2 separate regions of the Ovis aries genome follow, and region 2 is linked to region 1. A link is a contact called in public Hi-C data. All regions are on one chromosome and are shown on one strand. Each heading gives the region's core, a stretch centred on a gene start, on an enhancer-like site or on the middle of the called end of the contact. The rest is flanking DNA. Distances are from core to core; before and after follow the strand shown. Region 1 has its middle 13 kb from the start of ARL11. Region 2 has its middle 27 kb from the start of SPRYD7.

Region 1 (6,242 bases), core at 46-2,545:
ATACTCTTCAATTTCAGAACATCCTAAAAATGACAGGTCACATACTAAAGGTCAAGAACCAGAACTGCATTAAACTTAACAGCAATACTAAAACCTAAAGGATAATGGAACAAAGCCTTCAATATTCAGAGGGCAATTTGAACAATTGAAAATGGTATGATAACCCCTAGGATAAAAGAAATATCAGTGAGTGCATGCTGATACAAATAACTAAGTGAATGACTAAATGCATGGAGGAGAAGGAACAGCTTCATCTTACAAAAGAATTTCATTAATGACGGTAAAAGAAATGAGGCAAATAGAAAATTACTATTAAGCACAGTATATTAATAACTCTTTATAGGTAAGATTCACCAATGGATGCTAAAATTTGATAAGTGAAAGTCTGAGGACAAACAGGGTATTTGTGTTATCTTAGAGAATGTCTACCAATATTTTTACTAATTATAAAAGGAAAAATAATAATGAGAAGCCTAGCATGAACTACTTAGCCAAGTGATGAAGATGGACATCCTGAGGAGTGAGCATAGCATCACCATGGAGCGGTGAGCATAGCATCACCATATGAGGCGGGAAGATGGGCACGTCGTCTCGGTGGCATTCTCACCCCAAAGTCCATAGGCTCAACCGAATCATGATAAAACATCAGAAAAATCCAAACTGAGGGACATTTTACAAAATAATTGACCAGTACTCTTCAAAATGGTTAAGATCATGAAAGAGACAGACTGAGGACCGGTTCAGATGGAGGAGACAAAGAAGATTTAGCAACTCAGTATAATGTGAGGTCCTAGATTGGATCCTGGAAAATAAAATGACATTATTGAAACTGGTGAGATCCAAAGTCTGCCACTTTGTTAACACAGTGTACTGAAGTTAATTGCTTAGTTGCCTCTTTTTTTTTTTTTTTTTTTTGATGTGCACTTCTGCGTGCATCCCGGCTATGTAAGACGTTAGCATTAGGGGAAGCTAGGTAAAGGCGTTAGCCAGAACTCTGGAATGTTTACGCAGTTTTCTGTAAGTCGAAAATTATTTCAAAATGGAAAGTTAAGAGAAAACATTCTGAGGGAAAATTATTTTCCCCCTAGAATTTTACACCCAATCAAGCTAGCAATCATTTATGAGGACAGAATGTCATTTTCAGATAAACGAGAATGCGTGCATCTTTTCTTAGAAGGGTACTGGTCGTCACGCTCCTTTAAGAGAATAAACTGAAATGAAGATCAGGGATGCAGGCACTGTGAGATTCACCACCAGAGGGAAGCAGAGGAGTTTTGAGAACACCAGCTCTGTGACGGCCTCCAGAGCAATTAGTACAGAAGAGAACCAGAGAATGCGTGGTTCCCGGAAGGATGTTGCAGATAAACCTACCAAAAAACCCAGTGGCTTCCTCTTATCTATTCGATTGCATCAGTGAAATCCACAATTCTGACAGTTTAGGGCTGTATTATTGATAAGCATTTATCAAGAGAAAACCAAGCAAACAGACAGAACAAAAAAAAAAAACTCTTGGGGAAACAAAAGTTGCACCAAAAGGAAATATAATCATAGTATACCGAATGGCTCAGTTGTGAAAAGTTTTTACATAAGTCATAATAATATAAGTACTAAAATATTCATTTAACCAAAATGTCTCTAGTGGGAGGATGGAGGAAGGAAAATATGTGTGTGGGTGGAGCATGGGGGAGAGTGTGAGAGGGTTAGATTCTTCTCTTCCAAGGTAGGAAAACAGACGATGTGTAAGGTTGGAAAATCAAGGAACAGCAACATAAATGTGGGGGGAAATATAGAGAAAATATGACAAGACACAGCTAAAACATCTGCTTCTGGGGAGAAGTAATTAAGACTTGGTATCGGAGAAGGCACTGGCACCCCACTCCAGTACTCTTGCCTGGAAAATCCCATGGATGGAGGAGCCTGGTAGGCTGCAGTCCATGGGGTCGTGAAGAGTCGGACATGACTGAGCGACTTCACTTTCACTTTTCACTTTCATGCATTGGAGAAGGAAATGGCAACCCACTCCAGTGTTCTTTTCTGGAGAATCCCAGGGACAGGGGAACCTCGTGGGCTGCCGTCTATGGGGTCGCACAGAGTCGGACACGACTGAAGCAACGCAGCAGCAGCAGCAGCAGCAGGGAGACTATGTGTGTGTTAGAGGCTCAGTCACATGTGAGCCCGCCAGGCTCCTCTGTCCATGGGATTCTCCAGGCCAGAATACTGGAGTGGGTTGCCATGCCCTCCTCCAGGGGATCTTCCCAACCCAGGGATCGAACCCTAGTCTCCTGCATTGTAGGCAGATTCTTTACTGTCTGAGCCACTAGGGAAGCCCCAAGCAGGAGACTTCTGTTTCCCATTACAGGCCTCTGGGTTTTATTTCACTTCTTAAACTAGACACCTGTATGATTTTTATAAAAATGAAAACTACATTTTAAATAATAAATAAGGCAAGAGCAACCAGAACATCACGGATAACTTTGCTTCAGTTCAGTTCAGTTCAGTCCAGTCACTCAGTCGTGTCCGACTCTTTGCGACCCCATGGACTGCAGCAGGCCAGGCCTCCCTGTCCATCACCATCTCCCGGAGTTCACTCAGTTTCAGCTGTCCAATGAACATGATCTGGATAGACAGACCTTTGTTGACAAAGTAATGTTTCTGCTTTTTAATATGCTGTCCAGGTTGGTCATAACTTTCCTTCCAAGGAGTAAGCGTCTTTTAATTTCATGGCTGCAATCACCATCTGCAGTGATTTTGGAGCCCCCTCAAATAAAGTCAGCCACTTAATTTAAGCATCTAAACCCAACTAACTATAGGGCTCGAGTCAGGGTCTCAACCTTGCCTATTTGGTATTCCTTCTTGTCCATATTTCGGCTAGCGCTGGCCTTCACCTGGCTGGCCCAGAGGCTCTGCCATCTGCTTTCCTTGGCATCAATGCCTCAGAGCATAGCGGTTTGCACCCTTGAGCTGTGGAAGAGTTCTTTGGTTGTCTGCTCTGTTCTCTACACCTCTGCTGACTGCTCCCTCTTCATCTGGCCTCCCGGGCTGCCCTCTCCCTCTAGAAGCTGACTTGGATTTAGCAGGGTGGTCACCTGGTTCTCTGACCACAGGGAGCCTGTGAGCTGTTTAACTTTCCGAAGTTTCCCAGAACTGGCTGGGCTCCTTGAAGCACCTTTGCAACAAAACGCTGCTAGCAGCAACTGGCCGAAGAAGCCCTTTATCGTCTTGTGTGCCACCAGCGAGCACGGTGGTATTATTGGCCCCGATTCCTCACTCCTTTCTCCATCCACACATTTGCTGTGGCTTCATTGTGGATGGAGGGTCCTTTTGTCGACACTGGGGTTGACCATGTGACTTTCTTTGGCCAGTGGGCTGTCAGCAGATAGACACAAGCAGGGGTTTGAATAGTGTTTGCATGCGGGGGTTTCCCTCTGCTGACTCTGCCATCAGAAGAACAAGCTTCAGCTGGCCTGCTGTCCGAGGAGGAGAGGAGGAGAGGCATGAGAGCAAAACCGCCAAGGACTTCCCTGGTGGTTAAGAGTCCACCTGCCAGCGCAGGGGATGTGGGTTCGATCCCTGCTCCGGGAGGATCCCACAAGACAAGCGGCAACTAAGCCCATGAACCACGACTCCTAAGCCTGCGCCCTCGAGCCCATGCTCTGCATCAAGAGAAGCCACCGCAATGAGAAACCCTCGCACCACAGCCAGAGAGTACCCCCTGCCCACTGCAACTGGAAGAAAGCCTGAGCATAGCAGCAAAGACCCAGCACAGCCAAAGACAAAATAATTTTAAAACAAACAAAAGCCTACTAAGTAGTCCAGAGACCTGAAGCCACGGCAGCCCAAGCGGAGATGGCCAGCTGAGGCCAGTCGGGATCATCCAGATCCCGGTCCCCCACAGGGCTCCAAACACAATGCTTACCACTGCATGCCACTGAGAAGATGGTGTGTCTTTCCCCCGCAGTGCTAGGTGACTAATACAGGCACTAAATGGTGGAAACCACCTATCTATAGTTTTATACCATGATTTCACTGGTTTATAAAATAATGCTCTAGGGTGGGATCCCAAGGTTGAATCATAAAAAGAGCTTGAGTCTTGAATCATTTACGAGTTAAGAAAAGAACTAACCTCAGACAGGGGTGGTGGATGGCAAATGTCCTACAAACTTGGCGTGTGCTTTGACATTTGTACAGAGGACAGTCTGACATGAACATGGTCACGCCAGGGGCGTATGGATGTTGAGAGGGAAAATGCAGTGGTAATGGCTACTTCTCAGTTTTGTGTGAAACTGCTTCTTGGAATTCTTAAGATTCCTTGGTTTTCCAATTTCACGTGCTCCCAGGAGTCGTCCCGGGCCATAAAACTCTCTTCCATCTTGTGGGTGTTCAGTTGATTCTAACTTAATGTGAACATACGGATTATATGCTATGCTGAGAGCAGGTTTTAGTTAAGAATGGAGAGCAGGCAATGGGTTCTGGAAGCCAGAGATTCTGGAATGGACTTAGAGATTCCTATACAATGTTGATCAAAGCAGAGAGGAAGAAGACAGCATGCAGCTGAGGGGGAGTGCACCTCAGCTGGCAGGACCTCTGGGATTTAATTGCACTCAGTCCTGTAACAAACCACCTTCGCTCTTCCTGCAGAACCATCTCTGCTTGGAATGGGGCTGCCAAGTGGGAGAGACTCAACCAAAAACGTGGGGGTCTGGGGATGTGAAGAGGAGGGAAACCAGGGATGAAGGACCAGTTCACAGATTCAAAGGCTGTGGTTCACATCTTGCTTGGATTTAATGGGGAAAAAAAAGAGGTAATACATTCTCAGAATGCCAGCCAGGGTAGCCAGGGCTGAAGTCTTCCAAGTCAGGACTGTGGGACTGATTCACTTAATAAAAGTTTCCTCCCAGGCCCAGGGGCTTCCCTGGTGGCTCAGACAGTAAAGTATCTGCCCACAATGCAGGAGACCCAGGTTTGATCCCTGGGTGGGGAAGATCCCCTGGAGAAGGGAATGGCAACCCACTCCAGTATTCTTGCCTGGAAAATCCCCATGGACAGAGGAGCCTGGCTGGCTACAGTCCGTGGGGTCACAAAGAGTCAGATGTGACTGAGCGGCTAACACTTTCACTTTCTTTCCCAGGCCCAGGGCAATCCAAGCAGATGCTGGGGAACACAGGATGAGAACTCAGAAGGCAGAAAGCAAGAGAAAGCAAGAAGATTGCTGTCTAAGGGGCTCCTGGCCTCAAAGCAAGCAGCACCCTCTGGGTGCTGATCTGGGGCGGGGGCGGGGAGGGGAGCACGAGGAAGAGGATTGCAACAGATGTGGAGGCATGGGGGGCCCCTCTCTCCCCTGCTGCCTCCCAATGGTTCGGCTACCAGGCAGGCCGGGAGGTGTTGGAGAGCCAGCGTGGAGAGGGATTAGGACTGGGGCAATGGTCCAGGCGGGACTGACTCACGATGAGCTCAGGTTCACTTTTGGGAGCAACTGGCGTCCAAGGAGATGCCATCTGGGGTGCAGATGCAGCCACGAGTCGAGGCAGCTGGCAGCTCTCACAACGTGGCTGTGGCATGTGGGCCAGCACTCCCCAAGCCTGGGTCTGTGAACCACCGGTTCCAAAGGTTGTGAAGGGCTGTTGGCCTGAAAAGAGGGTTCTGTGGTCCAACAAGCTTGGGAGGTGCTAGGTTTAATGGAATTACACAGGTTTCTCCACTGCAGGACATCTCAAAGCCCTTAATATGATGACAGGAATAGCCAGACTCTAAAGCAAGAACTGTGGTGTTGGAGAAGACTCTTGAGAGTCCCTTGGACTACACGGAGATCAAACCAGTCCATCCTGAAGGAAATCAACCCTGAATATTCATTGGACGGACTGATGCTGAAGCTCCAATACTTTGGCCACCTGATGTGAAGAGCCGACTCATTGGAAAAGACCCTGATGCTGGGAAATATTGAGGGCAGGAGGAGAAGGGGACGACAGAGGATGAGATGGTTGGATGGCATCACCGACTCAATGGACATGAGCTTGAGCAAGCTCCGGGAGATGGTGAAGGACAGGGAAGCCCGGCGTGCTGCAGTCCATGGGGTCACAAAGAGTCAGACACGACTGAGTGGCTGAACGACAAGAAAAGGCAGGCAGAATGAGAGGATACAGGTTTCGATCATGATCACAGAACCCTTTCTGCACAGAACAGAACTTCGGGCTAGTGAACTACTGACACTTTCCAGAGTGGGACACTAAAAATACCCCAGCCAC
Region 2 (6,174 bases), core at 1,024-3,523, 200 kb after region 1:
TGCTGCTGCAGCTGCTTAGTTGCTTCAGTTGTGTCCAACTCTTTGCGACTCCATGGACTACAACCCACCAGGCTCCTCTGTCCATGGCGATTCTCCAGGCAAGAATACTGGGGTGGGTTGCCATGCCCTCCTCCAGGGGATCTTTCTGACCCAGGGATTGAACTGGGGTCTCCTGCATTGCAGGCAGATTCTTTACCGCTGAGCCACCATGGAAGCTCCAACGGTCTGGCTAAGTGTCAGTATTTCACACTTGTAGTTGGTGGCCTGGTAGAGAGAGCACTGAGTTTGGAATCCAGAGGAGTTAGGTCCCTGGGTTCTAGTCACTTTCCAGCAAGTTACCTCACCTCTGTGAGCTCCAGCCTCTACCTCCTTTCAATCGACATTTTGGTATCTATGTGTCAAGATTCCAAGGCCCCAGGATTGTTCTGAAGACTTTCTGCTCTTCTGCTATGACCTTCAAGCACCTTCTAAGTGTCTTTGCTCTCCATGACACCCAATCACTTTTACTTAGATATTGATGGTGGCATGTTTGAACAAGAGCCTGGGGAGGGCCTCCGAGGCAGTCTGGCCTCCCTGAGTCCACTAACCTACAGAATAAATGCATAGCAAAGGATGGGGGGCAGGGAGGCTGTCTTGGCCCAGGAGTCTGTTTTCCAGGGGTTCACGGAGATGCAGTTCATCTTGCACACAGATAGCATTAGGCTTGTGAACTCTGCTGTGGGCAGAAGAGATACTAAAGTTGGAGGCTGTGGCAGTTGATGATGCCAGTTTGACATGAGACTCTAGCAGAGTTAGAAAGAAGCCAGTGTTCCTTGCTTTACAAATACAAAAAGCCAGGGCTTTGTCCACAGGACCACATTGGGACTGGTGAGTGTAACAGAGAAACAAAATTCCAGCCTCCCAGCTGCTCCTCTCTTCACTCCTATACTTAAAAAAAATATATTTGTTTATTTATTTGACTGTATCGGGTCTTAGCTGCGTCACTTGGGATCTTCCTTGCTTCATGCTAGATCTTTCTTTGCAGCCCACAGACTCTCTAGTTATGGTGCACAGGCTTAGTTGCTCCCAAGGCATGTGGGACGTGGGAGCTTAGTTCCACAACCAAGGATTGAACCTCCGTCCCCTGCACTGCAAGGCCGATTCTTAACCACCGAGCAAGTCCCACTCCTATACTCTTAAAAAGAACTGACACAAGGCCAGACAACAAAAAGTCCAGGAAGAACTGACATATTTTGCATGAGCATGGCCTTCATTAAAGAGTGTTTTCTGAATATGGGCTTGGTGTCAGTTCTCCTGTGAGCGCTGCTCTGCCGGATCACAATGGTCCTGTAGGCAGATACCGTCAAGGTTCAGGGCTCCGTGGTGTGCGTGCTATGGGCTCCCAACTGTTGGCAGGATGGATGGGTGGGTGGGTGAATGAACAATTGCCCGAAGGAGCTGGAGATTATCACCTGGACGGACTTGGAGTACAAATTCAGTGTCAAGGAACATCATGTTACACTGGTTATTTTTTCTGGCACGCGAGACTATATCTCGGAGGAAAAACCCTGCTGTTGCCCAGCAGTGTAGACATAAGCCATCAATTACATGCACTCACTACTGTTGTTTTTTAATGTGTCCTGACTCCTCCAGTGGAGGCAATAAACAGTTAAAACATTTGCTCCTACACTGTCCTGAACACTCGTTTGGAGTGGCTGTGAAAATCAACTATCTCAGGAGAAAAGAAGGAAAAGGAATTAACCTCCAATAACTTCACTTTCAGAATGAGTCAGGGCAGCTTAAAAAAAAAATCACCACTGGATGCAAAGAGAGGCAGAGACACAGGGCTGCAGGAGCAACAGCAAGTTCCAAGGAGAAAAGGACAGTATTAGCAAAGGCTGTTTGGTTCTCTTGTCCCTGAGGTCTTTTGGTGGGCCCATGATTAGGTCTGCAAGTCACCTGGCTCCCTCTGGAGAACTGAACACTTGGCGCTTCTTGGACCATAAAGATGTTTTACTGCTTTTGGAGTTGGGAAGAGATGGGTTCTAGTCCGCTGGCTGTGTGGCTTTCGGCCAGTTACTTAACCTCTCTGAGCCTGAACTTAGTTGTGAGAAAGGTTTGTCCAGAGTAAGTGATACAGCACATCGCGCATCAGTGCGCGCTCATCGAAGGGCTGGAAAGTGAGGGGTTTCCGGTTCCCAGAGTTACTGCGAGCAAACTGCGCGGGGAGGAAGGGGGACAGCGCGCCTTCCGCGTGGCCTCAGAGCCGCCTTGCCTCGCTCCAGGGGCGAGTCCAGGCTCGAGTTCTGAAGACAGCGCGCCCCCTAGAGGCCGTCCTCCGGAACAGGTTTCTCCCTACACAGGGCGGAATAGAAACCTTAGGGGCACCCCTGGCCAAAGGCACAGGGTGAAGCGGGGCCGCCCAAAGCTGTCGAAGCCTTTTTCTGTGTTTTCCGAGGGCTTCGAGCGGATTCTGTCGACGGTACCAGGCTGCATCCCCAGGCTGCCGAGCTGACCACAGTCGGGTAAACTGAAAGAAATACTTGGTTTGTTCAAGCAGGAAAGACCTAAGTAATATTTACCGAGTATTCACTCTGTTCCAGTGTGGGAACTGGGTGCTCTTCACTTAACCTTATCTTGTTTAAACTTCTCAGCAGCCCTGCGAGGGAAGGCTTATCCTGTTTTTCTGGTGAGGTAATTGAAGCACCCTAAAAGAAGGTATTTGCACAGTTGAAACACGCCAAAATTGAGATTTGTGTTAATCTGCTTGTTGTTGTTGAGTCGCTCAGTCATGTCCAACTCTTTGTGAAACCATGGACAGTAGCCTACCAGGCTTCTCTGTCCGTGGAATTCCCCAGACAAGAATACTGGAGTGGGTTGCCATTTCCTCCTGCAGGGGATCTTCCCAGGGATCGAACGTGTCTCCTGCATTGGCAGGTGGATTCTTTCACTGAGCCACCAGGGAGGCCATTTGTTAAGACTCCGATAAGAAAAACCCCAGACTGGGTGGTTTAAACAACAGAAATTTATCATCTCACAATTCTGGAGGACAGAAGTCTGAAGTAAGTTGGAGTTGGTTCTTCCTGAGAGAGCCCTGAGGGAGGGATCTTTTCCAGGCCTTTTTTGTTGGCTGGTAGATGGCCGTCTTCACTCCGTATGCATGTCTGTCCCCCAATTTCCTCTTTTTTAAAAAACACCAGTCATATTGGATTAGTAGTAGTTGCGATGTTAGTCTATCAATCATGTCTGACTATTCGGAACCCCATGGCCTGTAGCCCGCCAGGCTCCTCTGTCCATGGAATTCTCCAGGCAAAAATACTGGAGTGGGTGTTCATTTCATTCTCCAGGGGATCTTCCCCACCCAGCTATCGAACCGGGGTCTCTTGCATCGCAGGCAGATTCTTTACCATCTGGGCCACTGGGGAAGCCATATCCAGCAAAACTGTCCTTCAAAAGAGATTAAAGAATATATGGCAATATAAACAAAAAAAAAGAAAACAAACATAAGAAATCTTAGATGTGAAAAATATATCAATAACAGTTGAAAAGAACACATCAGGTGGACAAATAACAGAATGGATAAGGCTGCAGAACAAATTAGCAACTTGGAAGACCAGGTGAAGGAAATCTTTCAGAAGGAAGGAAGAAAGAGATATAAAATATTTTAAATTTTATTTTACAAAAAGATATAAAATATTTTAAATTTTATTTTACAAAAAGATATAAAATATTTTTTAAAAGCTAGGTTATTTGGAAGATAGAAGTATTGAATACTATCATGTGACTGATAAAAGTCCTAGAAAGAGAGGAAAAATAAAATGAAGAGGAAGAAGTGTTCGAGGAGAAACTGAGATAAGTTTTTGTAACTTATAAATGGTGAAAGATTGAATGAGTTATAGAGGAGAAATAATGAAAAAAATCCACACCAGGATATTTTACAGTAAAATTAAGAATTTCAAAAGAAGCAGAGAAAATTCTAAAGTACTGCAGAGGGAAAGAGAAGATTGCAAAAAGAGAAGTCAGATGACATCAAATTTTTCAATAGCAACAACTGATTCAAGAAAATAGTGGAGGGAATTCCCTGGCAGTCCAGTGGTGAGGACTCTGAGCTTCCACTGCAGGGGACGTGGTTTCAATCCCTGGTCAGGGAAAAATCCCACATGCCAAAAAAAAGAGAGAGAGAAAAAACAGTGGAGTGGTATTTTCAAAATATTGAGGGAACAGAAATTAGAACCAGCCTCTTTCCTTTGTCCAATCTGCCACCAAAAGCAGCGCATAATTAAAAAATATTCTCAGGCATTGAAGTCCCCAGAAAATTTATCACACAAAGACTACACTGGAAACTGTTTTGGGCAAAGAGGTTAAAATAAGTGGGGAGAAAATCTTTTAGGTGCTGCAAGAGATACTGGTAAAATTTGTTTGACTTAGAAGGATAGCTATGACTAAAGAAAAAAAGTATATATATTTCCCATAAACTGGCATTGAAATGTAGGTAATAACACTATGTAGATTTCCCAGGAGGTAAATGGTAAAGAACCCTCTTGCCAATGCATCAGTGTAACCTGCAGGAGACACGAGTTCGGTCCCTGGGTGGGGAAGATCCCCTGGAGAAGGAAATGGCAACTCGCTCCAACATTCTTGCTTGGGAAATCCCATGGACAGAGGAGCCTGGTGGGCTACAGTCCATGAGGTCACAAAAGAGTCCAACACGACTGAAGCAAGTTAGCACCCACACACAGAGTAACATAATATAGGTCTGGGGTTAGAGATGAAGAGATATGAGTGTATAGTAAAGCTTTGCTCTTATTAGAGGTGTGAAAGTGTTAGTCGCTCAGTTGTGTCCAACTCTTTCCATTCCCAGGGACTGTAGCCTGCCAGGCTCCTCTGTCCATGGGATTCTCTTGGCAAGAATTCTGGAGTGGGTTGCCATTCCCTTCTCCAGGGGATCTGCCTGACCCAGAGATGGGTCAGAGATGGGTCCTGTGTGGCAGGCAGATTCTCTACCATCTGAGTCACTGGGGGGAATGTATACTTATTAAAGAAAGGGTTAACAGGAAGTACAGAAAAAGTGAGTCAGGCTGAAATAAAATACTAAGATCACAGAAACAGGTCCAACTATATAAATAATTACAGCAAATATACATGAACTAAATTAATCAGTTTAAGAAAAAGACTGACCATTGGATTTTTAAAAAAATCCAAGTATGTGCTGTGAACAAGAGATGAACCTAAAGCATAAGGAAAATGCAAAGCCTGTATGTAAATGAATGCAAAATGATATACCAGCGAAATACTAATCAAAACAAAGACGGTTTATCTACAGGAGTGTCTAAACTCACTGTGATTTTCATAAAGTTCTGGAAGTTAGAACAGTATTTCCAAGTTAACTCTATGACTAGCATGTGGGTTGGCTTGCTTAGGAGTTAGTGTGCCAGTTTGGTTGGAAGCTCCACTGATTGAAACAAAGGAATCCAGGAACTGAAAGACCAGTGAGTTCAAGCACAGTCAACTTAAGTCACAGTTGTTCAGTTGTGTCCGACTCTTTGCAGTTCCAAGGACTGTAGCCCACCAGCCTCCTCTATGAAATTTTCCAGGCAGGAATACTGGAGTGGGTTGCTATTTCCTTCTCCAGGGAATCTTCGGGACCAAGGGATCGAACCTGGGTCTCCTGGATTGCAGGCAGATTCTTTACCATCCGAGCCACTTAGTAGATGGGAAAAGGAAAAAAGGAAGGGCTAAGTTGCTGGGATCCTCTTGGAGATGCAGGGACAGCAAGTCACTCGGGAAGAAGTGACATCCAAAAACCACGAAACCACAACCCTGAGAAAATAAGTATTAATCAGGGGGTACAACAGGGATAAGGCCCAAAATCCAAGCGGAAGAGAACAGACAAATGGAATCTTCACTGCCCACGGATCAAAACGTAATGTTTCAGGTATGTTCTTCTCTGCAAATATTCCTACCATCTGCTTTTGAAATGACGGAGCTGGTTTAAAAGCGATATATGCCAGGCACTTCAAGGACCCCACATTCTGTAGGCAAAAGTGAAGACAGTTAACAGAGCACAGTTCTGTTTCACCTGACTGCATGAAAGAGTTTACATTTTTCCTTTAAAGTCGTGGCTGGGACTTCCGTGGTGGTCCAGCGGCTAAGACTGCCAGTGCAGGGTTCCTGGGTTCCATCCCTGACCAGAGA

What was found. Hi-C and Micro-C count contacts between places; a contact is called where the count stands out from the background.
Region 2: a contact with region 1 is called in a Hi-C map of tail adipose tissue, with 6 times the contacts expected there. The contact joins two enhancer-like sites. A contact is called at or near these places in 12 of 16 Hi-C or Micro-C datasets (blood, hypothalamus, liver and 7 more).

Annotation. Positions count from the first base shown.
Region 1 is chr10:19,520,241-19,526,482 of ARS-UI_Ramb_v3.0, forward strand. No RefSeq gene overlaps it. Among named protein-coding and RNA genes, the nearest start is that of ARL11, 13 kb to the left of the region's middle. Within about 2 kb of position 1,296, at least 3 of the 54 cell types and tissues checked have an H3K27ac peak or open chromatin away from gene starts, as enhancers often do.
Region 2 is chr10:19,718,263-19,724,436 of ARS-UI_Ramb_v3.0, forward strand. No RefSeq gene overlaps it. Among named protein-coding and RNA genes, the nearest start is that of SPRYD7, 27 kb to the right of the region's middle. Within about 2 kb of position 2,274, at least 17 of the 54 cell types and tissues checked have an H3K27ac peak or open chromatin away from gene starts, as enhancers often do.